Linked DNA regions of Mus musculus: regions 1, 2, 3 and 5 are each linked to region 4. A link is a contact called in public HiChIP or PLAC-seq and promoter capture Hi-C data. All regions are on one chromosome and are shown on one strand. The core of a region is the stretch at or near the end of the contact, and the rest is flanking DNA. Distances in the headings are between cores, read along the strand shown. Region 1 holds the start of Gpsm1 (G-protein signalling modulator 1 (AGS3-like, C. elegans)). Region 2 holds the start of Abo (ABO blood group (transferase A, alpha 1-3-N-acetylgalactosaminyltransferase, transferase B, alpha 1-3-galactosyltransferase)). Region 3 holds the start of Rexo4 (REX4, 3'-5' exonuclease). Region 4 holds the start of Agpat2 (1-acylglycerol-3-phosphate O-acyltransferase 2 (lysophosphatidic acid acyltransferase, beta)). Region 5 holds the start of Slc2a6 (solute carrier family 2 (facilitated glucose transporter), member 6).

What was found. Promoter capture Hi-C pulls out the DNA fragments that hold promoters and counts their contacts. HiChIP or PLAC-seq counts read pairs in DNA pulled down with a chosen protein or histone mark. Capture Hi-C pulls out chosen DNA fragments and counts their contacts.
Region 1: a promoter capture Hi-C map of pancreatic islet shows a contact between it and region 4. The contact joins the promoter of Gpsm1 here to the promoter of Agpat2 in region 4. A contact is called at or near these places in 5 of 39 promoter capture datasets (the 3T3-L1 cell line, the C10 cell line, hematopoietic stem and progenitor cells and 2 more), 1 of 484 Hi-C or Micro-C datasets (bone marrow-derived macrophages), 8 of 115 datasets of contacts at active chromatin or transcription factors (the SCID.adh cell line, acute myeloid leukemia, double positive thymocytes and 3 more) and 4 of 9 other capture datasets (adipose tissue, liver, macrophages and 1 more).
Region 2: a contact with region 4 is called in a promoter capture Hi-C map of neutrophils, with 3 times the contacts expected there. The contact joins the promoter of Abo here to the promoter of Agpat2 in region 4. A contact is called at or near these places in 4 of 39 promoter capture datasets (the HPC-7 cell line, cranial neural crest, neutrophils and 1 more), 2 of 484 Hi-C or Micro-C datasets (bone marrow-derived macrophages and embryonic stem cells) and 2 of 9 other capture datasets (liver and pancreatic islet).
Region 3: an HNF4G HiChIP or PLAC-seq map of pancreatic cancer cells shows a contact between it and region 4. The contact joins the promoter of Rexo4 here to the promoter of Agpat2 in region 4. A contact is called at or near these places in 4 of 484 Hi-C or Micro-C datasets (CD4 T cells, bone marrow-derived macrophages, liver and 1 more), 6 of 115 datasets of contacts at active chromatin or transcription factors (the 230-238 cell line, acute myeloid leukemia, double positive thymocytes and 3 more) and 3 of 9 other capture datasets (adipose tissue, liver and pancreatic islet).
Region 5: a promoter capture Hi-C map of neutrophils shows a contact between it and region 4, with 2.7 times the contacts expected there. The contact joins the promoter of Slc2a6 here to the promoter of Agpat2 in region 4. A contact is called at or near these places in 13 of 39 promoter capture datasets (the 3T3-L1 cell line, the C10 cell line, HPC-7-derived erythroid cells and 7 more), 8 of 484 Hi-C or Micro-C datasets (B cells, CD4 T cells, CD8 T cells and 4 more), 7 of 115 datasets of contacts at active chromatin or transcription factors (bone marrow-derived dendritic cells, bone marrow-derived macrophages, effector CD8 T cells and 4 more) and 5 of 9 other capture datasets (adipose tissue, embryonic stem cells, liver and 2 more).

What each region holds. Positions count from the first base shown.
Region 1 is chr2:26,314,152-26,316,851 of GRCm38.p6, forward strand. It overlaps Gpsm1 (G-protein signalling modulator 1 (AGS3-like, C. elegans)), which reads left to right and starts at 1,382. Exons shown (of 14, transcript NM_153410.5): 1 at 1,382-1,569. The coding sequence starts at 1,502. It overlaps Gm52505 (a long non-coding RNA gene), which reads right to left. Exons shown (of 2, transcript XR_003953775.1): 2 at 1,198-2,275.
Region 2 is chr2:26,863,642-26,866,341 of GRCm38.p6, forward strand. It overlaps Abo (ABO blood group (transferase A, alpha 1-3-N-acetylgalactosaminyltransferase, transferase B, alpha 1-3-galactosyltransferase)), which reads right to left and starts at 1,354. Exons shown (of 6, transcript NM_030718.5): 1 at 1,230-1,354. The coding sequence starts at 1,242.
Region 3 is chr2:26,963,038-26,965,737 of GRCm38.p6, forward strand. It overlaps Rexo4 (REX4, 3'-5' exonuclease), which reads right to left and starts at 1,349. Exons shown (of 8, transcript NM_207234.2): 1 at 1,015-1,349. The coding sequence starts at 1,281.
Region 4 is chr2:26,602,997-26,605,696 of GRCm38.p6, forward strand. Agpat2 (1-acylglycerol-3-phosphate O-acyltransferase 2 (lysophosphatidic acid acyltransferase, beta)) reads right to left here and starts at 1,421. Exons shown (of 6, transcript NM_026212.2): 1 at 1,033-1,421. The coding sequence starts at 1,214.
Region 5 is chr2:27,026,731-27,029,430 of GRCm38.p6, forward strand. Slc2a6 (solute carrier family 2 (facilitated glucose transporter), member 6) reads right to left here and starts at 1,268. Exons shown (of 10, transcript NM_172659.2): 1 at 1,087-1,268; 2 at 411-573. The coding sequence starts at 1,175.

The sequences.
Region 1 (2,700 bases), core at 132-2,631, 290 kb before region 4:
CTTGGCAAAGCTGGGGGCCCGCAGGGGCTTGTATTGCTGCAGTATGTCTCTAAGGGCCTCCTAAAACCAAGGCCTGGGAATCTAAGCCCAGTCTGACACCAAGTGGGTCATAGCAGCCTCCATGTGTATGTTGTATCCTTTGAAGGCAACCAGGAAGCGCCTGCATTCCAGAGCCAGGGTCTGCTAGGGACCAGGCCCGAGACTTCAGCAAACGTGGGTGGTGCCTGGCCAGCCATAACACACACTCTGCCTTAGCCAAGAGAGAGCAAGCCCTGGCTCCTGTGGTCTTAGGGGGAGGTGTGGGGACAGCAGCAAGCTTGCGCCTCGCCCCAGGCACAGATGGTTCTCATTGCTCGCTCCTGCTCCTTCCTAGGAAAACAAACTAGCTCAGGGCCAACAGCCCAGTTTTATCTTGTGTTTGTTTTTGTTGCCATTTTTCTCCGCCTGAAGCCACTGTACTGTGGGCTGCGTCTGCAGGGTCTGTCTGGGGTGACCTTGGCATGGTGTCCCTCTTCAGACCAGGGTCCAGGGGTGCAGAAAAACTGCCAAGGACACTGCCATAGTCTGCACCCTGACATGTTCCTGTTCCACTGAGGGTCACAGCTACGTTTTCAAGAAGATTTAGAGTGGCCTGGAGAGAAGAGCAGAGACCTGGGTGAGTCCCAATGGAACTGGCTGTCCAGATGGTGCCCTGTGGCTGGCTGGGGGTTGGCTGAGGTGAAGGCTCCAAGGCTACTCAAGTTGGATGAAGAAAGATCACTCCGAGGTTCAGATCCTCAGGGTCCTGGGAGAACTCAGAGGAGGGTAGGCAGATGAATGAGCAACGGCCAGCCTCCCACGTGGGCTCCTGGTGTTCTTCCAGTATGTTTTCCAAACGCTTGCATTTCACAGATGAAATTCAACATGAAATCTGGTGGTGAAAGCCCTAGGAAGGTAGAGACTTGCCTAGGGCTGGACAGCATCCTCCCACCCTGACTCCATCTAGGAAGACCTGTTTTCTCCTTAGCCCCAGGAGCATCTGCATGGCCTGTACCCCACAAGAGGTGACAGGAAAGGAACAGGATGTGTGTGTGACAGCAAACTCTCGTGTGTGTGTGTGTGTGTGTGTGTGTGTGTGTGTGTGTGTGTGTGTGTAAGAAAAAGCACTAAACTCCAGGCTTAGCAGGGCTTCCCCCCCAAAGAAAAGGAAACACAGCATTGTCCACACTAGAGCAGGACTCTCCTTGCACTGGACCTCAAAGACAGAGCCCCGCCCACCCCACGGTAGGCGGGACCGCCGCAGTGGTGGCCGGTGGGCGCCTGCCCCTCCCCACCCTCCCTCCGCCTGGCGGCGGTGACATCACAGCTCTGGCGGGAGGGGCGGCGGCACCCCAGCACATCACTTCCTCGGCGTCTCCCGCGGACGCGCGGACAGGCGGACGGACGCGCGGACAGGCGGGCAGATCGGCAGGCGGACGGCCGCAGAGCGGGGCGGTGCTCCTGCTCGGCGCGTCCCCGACTCATGGCGAGCCCGGCCCCGCCCGTGGCCGAGGAGCTCCCGGGCCCGGCCTCCAGGCGCCTCTACTCCAGGTAGTTCAAGGACCGGGATGGGAACGGGGACCTGAGCGGCAGACGCGGGCGGGAGGCTGCCGGCCCAGAACAAAGGCTGCTGCGGCGACGCGCAACGTGGCCGGGGACGCGCCTCCCTGGATCTGCGTAGGGAGCGGTGGGGGCGCGGGGCCCAGGGCCCAAAGATCAGTTTCGCGGTAGAGGGGTTGGGACTGGGTTCTGCCTGCAACCCTGTCCTGATGCCAAAAGGGCTTACGGGGCGGGCACTCCACCACCCGGCTCTGCGGGACCCTGAGTAGCATGGATGCCAGTCTTCGTTATCTGGAGTTCTCTTCTCAAGCCTGACACTGCCGTGACCCGGTGTTGGTGTAGCATGGCCACGACCCAGGCTGTCATGATGGGGCCCTGCCTTCACTAGCTATCCCCAGCCCTAGGCCAGAAGGAGCTGGGCCTGAGCCAGGCAAGTGGGTGTGTGCTTCCCTACAAAGGCATTTGCCTTCCAGGCAGGTTCACAGGTGATCGAGCGGTCTGTGCTGTGTGCCCGCCCACTGGGAATGACAGGATAGTCCTGCCCCTGGCTCCATGCCTCCCTGGTGACTCCCTTTTGATGGATGAGGGTGTTCTCCGGTGAGATGCTGATCCCAGAAGTGGACCAGAGCTGTCAGTTCACTCTGGCTTCAGGTTGAGCTGGACCGGCCTGAGTTCTGGGCAGGGGCTGTCATCAGACCTAAAGGAAGGCCCAGCATCCTTCAGTTAGCTTCTGGCCCCCACCTCGTCTAGCCCTTCCCCATATCTGGGGTCTCCCTGTTAGGGGTCAACCCTGAAGAAATCTACTCAAGTGGGGTGGTTCATCAGCTAGCCAAGCTCTGCCTAGTACCCCCAAAGAGCAAAATGAGGGCTTGGTGCCTGGCGAACAGATCCTTGCCGTCCCGTTCTAATACAGTGTTCTAATGCTGCAGCTCAGAGACAGTGTCCCCATTGTGTGGTGTTGAAGATCATGCCTGAGCCCCACACCCTCCTCCAAGTTCTAGTGCAAGGGTAAGAGGTTTGCTAGCAGCTTCTTGGAGTCCCCTGGGAGCAGAGGCTCTGTGGGGTCACATTTAACTCAGGGCCAGCCACCCCTGTGAGAAGGAGGTGTCTACTAGGCAGACT
Region 2 (2,700 bases), core at 104-2,603, 260 kb after region 4:
GGTAGCACCAAGCTTCCTCCCCCTCCAAATTCACCAGAATAGAAAGTTGTGCAGTCCTACTTAAAATGAATGTATTTAAAGATGCTGAACTTTTTACTTAAAATTGCTAAGATTGGCCATAAGATGGCATAGTAGGTAGAGCCTTCCTTCCTGCATAAGCTTGACAACCTGGGCCTGAGCTCGGGAACCCAGGAGTTAGAAGAAAAGCTCCTCCACAGAGTTCCCACTGATCCCCTCGCGCATGCCAATGTGTACATGTTCACATGTACACATCACACACAAAAATAAATAAGAAAACTCTATCTTCTTTGTTATGGGGAAAATGTTTCAGATGGTTATTTTGTTTTATGTATTTTTACCACAGGAAGAAAGGATGGAGAGTGAAAAGTGAGTTTGCACTGTCGAGGGTCTTGAGCCATCAAGGGTCAATATTCCGGTGTTCATGCCTGGGGAGTCAATCTTGCTGGTCACCTTTGTGCTGACTAGGATTTAGACAATGGTGTCAGTCTGTAAGATCCGGGCCCACGGATGGGGTGAGGCACAGTCACCACTAAAACTAGAATAGAAACTAAGTGGACTTTGTACTCTCTTGTATTCCTCACAGGTAGCACACACTTTTGGCAAAAAGAAATTCTCTTCCAGGATTAATTTTGCTTTGTTTGTGTGTTTCTTTGTGTAGTACTAAGAATATTTCTTTGCTATTGAATTGACCCTAGCTTGACCAGGTGAGGGCTGGGGAGCCAACCCCACCCTTCCTCCCAGTCACCCCTTCCCTCCAGCCCTGCAGGATTACTGGACTCAGCCACCTGGAGTCTCCTGCCCTTGGCCTCCTTCCCCTTCTCCCCACAGGTGGCCTGGACTCCTAGGAGCTCCTGCAGGGCCTGATTCATAGCCACTGACCACCACCTGTGTTCTGGAATAGCTAGCGTGTGGGGAAGAGGATGTCCAGTAAAGGGCAGACAGATCACGTACATTCAGTGCCCTCCCTCAGCAGCTTTGCCTAGTCAGATCAGAATTTTCCACTGTGACTCTGGCCCCACTTACCCACCTTTTGACAGTACTCATGCACAAACACAGATCCAGGGACACTCGGGGCTCCTGCCAGCCCAGCCCAGCCTGCCTGGCCCTGCCCCATCTGAGCCTCTGACCCCAGCAGCAAAGAAGCCCGGTCCAGATGGTAGACAATCGATGGAGGGTGCCCACAGCCAGCCCCTTATTCCTCAGCTCACCTCTGAGATTCATGTCAGAACCCAGGATGGTTCAGTGTCTGTGCAGCAAGCTGTTAGGCACAGGCCAGGTCTCAGGCACACAGGAGAACTCACCCCCAGGGGAGATAATACACAGCTCTGAACACCTGTGGGCGGGGAAGAACTCTGGCAGACTTCTGATTTGCCCAGGCGTGTGTACAGGAACCAAGTGTCCTCAGACAGGTATCTCCAACCACAGGTCACATCACAGGGACTGTGGGTGATTCTCCTCTGCTGTCATGCTCTAACCTGACTTTGCTATGGTCCTCAAGTCTGTCCCACTGTCTTCTTCAGCTTGCTTTGTCTCTCCCTCCTCTCTCTCCCTCCCCCCTCTCCTTCCTCTGCCTTTCCTCTTCCTCCCCCTCATCTTTTCCAGTCTTTTCTCTCACGCCATCTCTTTATTTCTGTACCTCTCTGCAAGATGTCATGTATCCCAAGGCTGGCCTAAACTTGACTATGTAAATCATGCTGTCCTTAAACTCACATAGATCTTGTCTCCATCTCTCAATCTTGTCAACTTAATCTAGAAAAACGTCATGTGAACCAAAGTTCCCTCGAAAGAAGCTAAACCTTCCAAGTACCTTCTACAAGGCTAACTGACTAATGATGGAGAAGTAAGACTGTCGCCATACCAGTCTAATTACAGTTTACCTTGGGCTAATGTCACCTTCCTTAATAGCCATTATTTATCCACCTCTCTGTCTGAACTAATATCTTTGTAACAACAAAAAAGTGTTAATGTATTAGCCTAACACATGATTTTTTCTATCAATCAAAAGGCTAAGAACTGGGACTGGTGAGATGGCTCAGCAGTTAAGAGCACTGACTGATCTTCTGGAGGTCCTGAGTTCAAATCCCAGTAACCACATGGTGGCTCACAACCACCCATAATGAGATCTGAAGACAGCTACAGTGTACTTACATATAATAAATAAAATCTTTAAAAAAAAAAAAAAGGCTAAGAACTGATTGATCTGCCCCAAGCTTTTAGATGAGGAAAAGTAAAGTCGACCGCCATGTACATGAACAGTCGTCGTGCTTTTACTACTGGGCATGCACACTGCATGATCTATGGAGCTTGCGCACACACGTGGGGGTAGGGGAACAGGGAGAGAGAGAAAGAGAGAGACAGAGACTGAGAGAGAGAGACAGAGAGAGACAGAGAGAGGCAGAGAGAGAGAGAGATTCTCACTGCTGGGTAAAAGGACATTAAAAACAAGGAAAAGATTCTTGGCTCTCCTACAGGCTATTTGGCTTTCCCTACAAATTGCTGTCCTCCACTGCCAGGGTGCTCACCTGTCTGCCTAACAAATGATAAATGGTCCTAGGACCAGTGGGGCTAATTAATATTCTGATGACATATCCTGACCCAGTTCTGCCTGAGACCATGGTAAAGAAGATACACACCGGTTGATGGAGGGCACCAGAGAGAATGGCCAATCTCCCAAAAACC
Region 3 (2,700 bases), core at 99-2,598, 360 kb after region 4:
CTGATCCATGTAGAGGAGAGGTCCAGGAGACCAATTTCTTCCTTGTGTTCAAATCTCCAGTTAAGACCACAACAAGATGGCAACCAGCTGAGAGATGTTGCAGTGAGTTTCTACTTATTCACTCCCCTAATACTTAAAAGGCCTGAAGGATTTAGATTCTTGTAGAAACCAGAGCCAAATCCAAGTTTCCTTTAGTAAACATGTCCTCCCTGCACACTTTACTTTCTTGGGAGAAAGAACAAGAACCAGCATACACAGCCCTGACTGTCCACAGGGTTTGGCTGCTCCTGGGTGTCCTGTTGGAAGATCCACACTAAGGAACAAGGTGGAGTGTTGTTATGGAGGCCAAGAAATTCCTTATTGTCTTTCTTACTGAGGCTCCATGACATACACTCCTCAAGACTCCCTAGAAGTCGACAGTGAAGGCATATTCAGCACCCCAGTTCTGCTGTTTACACCGTATGTGACCTACTTTCAACTCAAACCCTGTAAGTTATGTGTCACAATTTCCCCGTCTAAGAAACAAGGGCAGTAAAAGCATCTAACTAAGCTGGGCGTGGTGGCGCACGCCTTTAATCCCAGCACTCGGGAGGCAGAGGCAGGCAGATTTCTGAGTTCGAGGCCAGCCTGGTCTACAGAGTGAGTTCCAGGACGGCCAGGGCTACACAGAGAAACCCTGTCTCGAAAAAACAAAAACAACAAAAAAAAGCATCTAACTAGTATGGAAGAATTTATGAATGGGGGTAGGTATAGAGGCTCAGGACTAGGGAGGCTACCTAATGTAGGAGGACAACCACTAGTGTGGGTATACCCTGAGCTACAATAGTTCCAGAACCACTGGGCCAGAGTTCTGGGACATAGTTTAAGACGTTGCCAGGGTGGCAACCTAGATAAGTGATTCATAATTGAGAAAAAGAATTTGAATGAAGCAGAGGGCAACATCCCTTCCTCCTTCGGAGTCTGTGGCTACCTGACAGAAAGTTCGGGATGAAGGTGGCCTGTCGCCGGTCTCACCTCTTGCAACGCCTTCCAATTTTGAGAAAAGTTCTCGGGGGCCTTCGGCGGTCGGCCTGCCACAGCCGCCGGGTGGCTTCCCGGAACCCCACTTCCTGCCAGAGCTTTGCTCTTCCTGAACTTCTTCTTGGCTTTCTTCCTAGCGAGCTTCCTGATAGGCCCAGGTTGGGGCACCGGCGCGGTGGCCTTCGTCTTCATCTCCCCGCTCTCCGCAGTCGGAACCACCAGGGAAGAGACCGCGACTCCAGCAACCGCGCAAGCACACATTTCCCAGGGTGCAAGCGTGCTCCACTGCGCATGCGGGAACCCGGGTTGCTGTTCTCTTCGCGACCTGCTAGAAACCGAGACTGCATCTTTGGTTCCGCACGTATGCGGACTCTGCGACTAGCCCGCTAGTTAGCACTGGGGGCTGACAGCCCTGGCTAGCAGCGCTGCGGTTGGATACCCAGAGTTTGACGGAAGGGAGCCCAGACCTTCACAAAGATCTGGTGTCCCGGAAGGCCGCAAATGAGGAGACTCTGGGACACCGGAAAAGGCTGGGGGACTACTCTCGGTGTGGCACTCACGGGGGTACGGAAGAGGCGGAGGCGGGTCTTGTGTAGGTTGCCCTATGCACAACCACACACTGCGAATACCGAAGCCTTCCCCACGTCTCTGGTTTACTGACTGCAAAGGCACGCCAGCAGTGTCCGATATTAATGATAAAGCAAAATTTAATTGTGACTATATACGTATACATATACATTCTTAATCGCAGTGTTAATGACCAGCAATCTATTCTTGATCCTGATAGTGCAATACAGATGGGGCGGTCACAGTTGAATCGTTTGCCCTCGGGTTTCTCTGACTAGAGATAAGCAGCAAAGCCAACAGACCACGTAAGAAGGTTTGGGAGACTTGGTGGTGGCTGTTAGGAAAAATATCCAATCAGGACACCCCCTCCCCGGCACCCCCCAAGACCAAGTTCTGAGCACAGAGAAGGCTAGGCAGATTCCGCAACACACTTCAAATTGGCAGTTAAAGAGACTAGGCCTAAGGTATGGGCAAGTCCAAGCAACTCGATTACTAGTAGAAAAAAAAAAAAAAAATCCAGGCTCTAGCCTTCGCACCTGTTGGTATTCTGTCTGGACTCCACCCCCACCGAAACCTGGCAACAGCCAGATATGCTCCTCCACACAGTTACCTGGTAGCAGCTAGGTAGGACTGACCCTATAAAAGGGGCTGCTTGCCCCCTCATCCCTCTCTCTTTCTCTCTCACGCTTTTGCCTCTTGGCCCCTTGTTCCCCCCTTTCCCCATTCCCTTACCCCCTCTCTCCATATGCTCATGGCCAGCCTCCAATCCTCTCCTCCCCCTCCCCCTCCCCCTCCCCCTCCCCCTCCCCCTCCCCTCTCTGCCTTTGTCTCTACTACCCTCTTAACTCCCCTCCCCATGCCCCGAATAAACTCTATTCTATACTATACCGTCATGTGGCTGCTCTCTCAGGGGGAAGGGATGCTGAGGCATGGGCCCACTGAGGCACACCCTTCCCCCACACCCTGCCAGAACAGATCTTAGTAGCTCTTTCTCTTTTTATGATCACAACAGCACTCACTCAGATAATGGTTCTGGAATGCCTAGAGATAGAATAAGATAAAGCCCATCTACCCCAGAAATCCAGTGCGCTTTAAATCGAGCCTTCAAGCTCA
Region 4 (2,700 bases), core at 171-2,670:
GAGGATTTAAGACAGGAACCCTAAGACAGGGTGGGGAGGTGGGGAGCAGGCCTCCCCACCCTGTTCTATGCACCGTGAAAAGTGCATAGCTAGGGCACCCTTGTCTTCTGTGCAAGGGTCTCCTCTGCATGTCTGCTCCCTGGGACACTGGATAGTCACTATAAGCACCTGAGAAATGAGGGCTGGGACCCACAAAATATGGCTGGTCAGGACAGCATCCTAACCCCAAAGACGACCAGATACAGCCGAGAGTCAGGAAACCATCATTCACAGTCCTTGTAACTACCGCGGGGGAGGAGGGGCTTCAGGGGCACAAGGTCCGAAACACCCAGGCAAGGCCAAGGCCAGGACATTGCAAAACCCACCCTCTCAGCAGTCCAAATGGGGCAGAAAGAAATGTAGCAACAGTCTCCTGGGAGTGTGGACAGGGAGAAAGGACTAGAGGCTTTTTCTCTCGGGCAGCCCCCATTGCAGGACAACCTAGCCTGATCTCCATACCTGTACCTTTTGCTTGTCCACTAAGCTTCCCTGCTCTGGGAGATGGGCAGAGGAGGATTCTGGCCACAGCCTCCTTCCTTTATTGCTAGCAAGCCAGGTCCAAAGACAGTTCGGCCCCCACCCCCCAGAAGAGGAAGTTAATGACAAGGAGAACCTGTGGCTACAACCTGGGCACAGGTGTCTTCTAACCGGCAGAGAGGTGGAAGCACGGACCGGAAGCCTGGCTAGGCTTCGGTTTCCCTGCTGGTGAAAGTGGGATTGGGCCTGTCCCACCTTCGCTCGGCCCCCTCCCTCTCCCAAAGCTAGCGGCGCGCGCAAACCCGACACTCCACGCTGCGCGCAGGGGGCGCCGCAGGGCCGAGCCCTACAAGCGGCGCACATCGTGACACGCGCCCCTGGGACGGGAAGCCGCGTCGTCGGAGGCTCCGGACCGTGGGGACGGCGGGGCGGGCGGGGCAGGAAGGAAAGAACGCGAGGAGCTCAGAAGTTAGGAAAGCGGAAGCGCGCGCCCATCCCGGCGTCCGGCCCCCTTGCCTCATGTTATCCACGGTGCGGCCGCCGTGGCGCAGCAGGCAGACGATCGAGGCCGCGGCGGAGAAGGACAGGCAGAGCACGCAGTAGAGACCGACCTTGGCGTAGAACCTGGCTGTGCGGCTCAGCTGCACAAGCAGCAACAGCAGCAGCAGCGCCGCCGTCAGCCATGGCCACGGGTCCATGGCGGCCGCACCCCAGCCCCGACGGCGCCGCCGCCCTCCACCCGCCGCCCGCGCCCCTTTTGAGGAGCGCCGAGGGTAGAGGGCGGGCCAGGCTGGAAGCCCAGAGCTAGGTGCGGCCGTCCCGCCCTGTTCCCGCCCCTCCGGGCCTGGCCCTGCCGGGGGGCATCGCGCCCCGCTCCGCCCCGCCGCGTCCTGGACGCGGACCCCGCCTCCCTCGGCCCTTCGGGTGTCACCCTCTCCGCCCCGCCCCTCCCTGCCACCCTGCCCCTTGCGGCAGGACATTGAGGTTCCCTCACTCGTCCCGCGGCTCCCATCTCTGAGCTGCCGGGTGGCCTGGGCTCTGGCGTTGCCTCCCACGCCCCTGCACCGGGGCTTGCGGCCACAAGTCCCCAGCCTGGCACCGCAGCTCCCTAAGGGTGTGCAACCGACCTAAGACGTGCCCATTATGCCAGTCTTGTCACCACACAAAGGACCATTGACCGGCTACTGAGTGACCAATGGTTACCTGACTAGGCCACCTGGCTGGTGGCCTGGGCCCTTTAGGTTCCCTTGAGCAGGGAGACTGAAGCCCTATTCCCATGATGCAACGAGCTGGGGGAGGCAGAAGGAGTAGTGAGAGTTTTGGAGTGGGGGTGTCTCTGGGGTAATGTGGCACCGGGGACCTTCTGATGCCCGGCCAGCAGTGTGGATCAGGCGATTGTGTTCCCATGCGCACTGTGTTCTAACCGCCAGCCTGTAGTTGGTGCTCACTGGGACACTTGTAGTAAGAAGCCTTGGGCTTGCAGGCCAGCCATATACATCCTTCCTGATCATGTTCTCAGAGCAGATGTCAGTGACAAAATGCATCTAGCTTCTTTTTTGGTGAGGTTGGTCTGCACCTAGGTGTGGAACTCAGCGATGGCTGTAGATATTAATGTGCCCACAGGCTCCCCTATATCCAGGCATTCTGAGAGAATCTCTGGTTTTCTCAGATCCGGAGAGATGATAATTTTAATATCTACCTATATAACTGTGCTTAGCTTTTTTTTTTTTTTTTAGACTTATTTTATGTATGCGAGTACACTGTAGCTATAGGTTGTGAGCCTTCATGTGGTTGTTGGGAATTGAATTTTTAGGACCCCTGCTCGCTCCGGTTAGCCCACTCAACTCTGGTCAACTCTGCTCCCTCAATCCCTGCTTGTACACCAGAAGACGGTGTCAGATCTCATTACCGGTGGTTGTGAGCCACCATGTGGTTATTGGGGCTTGAACTCAGGACCTTCGGAAAAGCAGTCAATGCTCTTACCGGCTGAGCCATTTCGCCAGCCCTGTGCTTAGCTTTTAAAGCAGGGCCAAAGCTGTGCCAGGGTGGGTAAGGAACCACCAGGAGTCACTCCAGCTTCAGGCTTCTGTGCTCATGAGGTTGCAGGCAGGGTGAGCTGCAGGGTTTCAGCTTCTCTGGTAGAAGACCCAGATATGCTTGGAGAGAAGGGGGGGGGGGAGAGGG
Region 5 (2,700 bases), core at 18-2,517, 420 kb after region 4:
CAAGTCGCAGTCCTAACTCAGGGTCTACTGACATTCTAACGTTAAAGTCTTGGGCTCCTGGGCTCTGTTTAGCCACGTTCTGTCCTTGTCCATATGGCACCTCTCATCCCGCTAGCATCTGGTGTGACTGCCTCCAGGCACCCAGGAGGATGTCAGCTCTGCTGTGGCAGCCTGGCTTTGGGTATGGGGTTGGGAAATCTTCCCCTCAGCCCTGGCCCACATCTCTGCAGGATGTCACTTCCTCATGTCACTTGCCATCACCGCTAGCAGACGGGAATGCGTGTTAGGGAGAGATACCGGTGCTCTAGGGGAGGTTCCAAGGCTAGGTGATTTTAGTTCCCTGTGGTAAGCAGGTTGAGTGGGCCCATGCTCCCTCCACTACCCCATCTGATTTAGAGAACAGGCCTCACCCCAAACCAGGATGCCTGGATTTTGTCCAGGTGTAGTGCTGGGTCAGAAGAGAGCTTCAGTTCAGGGATGACTGGAGATGTGTAGACCAAGGCATACCCAAAGCTGAAATTGCCCAGCACAGCGGCGAAGGTAGCCAGGAACACCCTTCTGTTTTTCAAGGCCCTGGTGGGGGATGGGGTAGAACCAAAGGACCAAGGACAAGTCCTTTAAATGGACCCTGAGTTCCCAGACTGCTGCCTTCCCCGAGCCCATGACCATCCAGCTCGGCAGATAACCAGGAGAGGCCTGGGTCCAGGGCCAGTCAAGTTGTCTTCAGGCCTTAGCAGCAGCTCTGGGAAATCCCCAGGCTGTCGGCTGGGGCTGGTGCCCGTTTTCTCCAGAAAAGAAATTGTGGTTTTTGCCTCCTGTTGTGATGCTCAAAGCTTGTTCTGTGATCTTAGGCAAGACCCATGTCCTCCCCCTGTGGCAGGTGGGGATCCCACCCAGTATTCCTTTGGAGGCTCTCTTCTTTATGGTGGTCCAGTTCTTTAAATAGGACTTGCGAGCATGCGGTAAGAAAGAGTCAGATGACTCTTGGTGGCCACTCACCAGAAGTCAGTAATGGCCCAAGATGTGTATCGTCTGCTGGAGATAAGGCCATCCCAACCTCCCATGCCCACACCCTGAGACTCTCACCCGGCTCGTTCTCTCTCTCCAGGAGTCGCGGGCACCTCGGGGAAGGTATCATAGTCGAGTCCCTCGGTTCTTAGCAGGGGTTCCTGCATGGCCAGCGCGGATGGTCAGATACAGCGGGACTCCACTGCAGAGCTAAAGCATCTGCCTGAGCCCTCAGCACAGCAGGCGAAGCTCCGCCCTACAGATGCGATTGGCTGCAGGGCGGCCCTGCAGAGCCGTGCTGTCCAATGAGACAGCCGCACGCCTCGGATGCAGGGTGCGATCGGGCTCCCGGGCGTGTCCCATCGCGTGCGCCTTGAGGCGCTGGATTCTGCCGGGGAAACCCGCTTCTAGGGCAGGGCCGCCTGAGCACCCTTTCGCCAGGCTAAGAGCGTGGACTGCTCCATGGCTGGGTCTGGCTTTATGGAGGAGAAGCCCAGAGAGTCGTAAGCTTGCCAAGGTCACACGGAGGATTGTTATTATTATATATTTTTTTATTATTGCCTTGCTTGGCCCTGTTCTGTGCCCTCTCCCGTCACATAGATGTCACTTCTACACCTGCCACTTCACTTCTCGCCTCCTAACCCTAGTTGACTCCAATGAATCACTACTTTGGGTGTGTACAGTAAGTAGGAGGAGGGTGGAGCAGAAACAATTAGGGGTAACTCCAGCAGGTGCCCTGCGGTGTCTCACCCCATAGCTGTGGACAAACCCCAAGGCTTCTCTCTGCTAGCAAGCAATCTGTCTCTGAGCTACATTCCTGATCTCTGGGATTTCCTGGTTGTCCAAATAGCTTGCACTGTTCAAAATCATTCCAGTAATGGTATAAAATGACCAAAAAAAACGAAACAGAAACTTCTCTAGGAGGTGGAAAAAGCCACAATCAAGATGCCTATCTGTGTCTTTGGACTTTTTCAGTCACAGGAGTGGACTTACTTCCTGTTCACATTTATAAACTGACCCTTTGTTACCAGGCTATTAAAACAGTAAAGGGTGTTGTAGAAGTCTCAGTTCCCCTTTAGAAACACTTCTAGAGAGGACAGTAGAGACCACAAAACTGCTGCGACCCACCCTGGCTGGACGTCTTTCCTTCCTGTGTTTGCCTTGCCTGTCTGTTACTTAGTGGGGAGGTGAACTTTCAGTGAGTGGTGTTCCACTTCACATCCAAGCTGAGTGTGTGTGTGTGTGTGTGTGTGTGTGTGTGTGTTATACATAATTTTGGGAGCCTGAGAGCACTGGCTGCTCTTGCAAGGACTCAGGTTTGATTTCCCAGCCCCACGGGTTGGCACACAACCCTCCTCTTACCTCCATTTCCAGGACAATTGGTGCCTTTTGGCATCAGCTTTTATGTGGTACAGACAAAACACCCAAACATGTGAAAAACTTAAGATATATAATTTTTAAATTTTATGTCTGTCTGTGAGTCTGTGCTCCTGAAGCTGAAATGATGGACTTGTAGGAGCTGGAGTTACAGGCCGGTCAGTCACCAAATAGTAATGGGAGCCAGAGCATATAGGACCTGGTCTTGTAACCGCTGAACCATCTCTTCAGGCCCCTTCCACTCCTTTGTCATTTGAGACAGGGTCTGATGTATTCCAAGCTGGCATCAAACTTTCTAGGTAGCCACCCACTTTA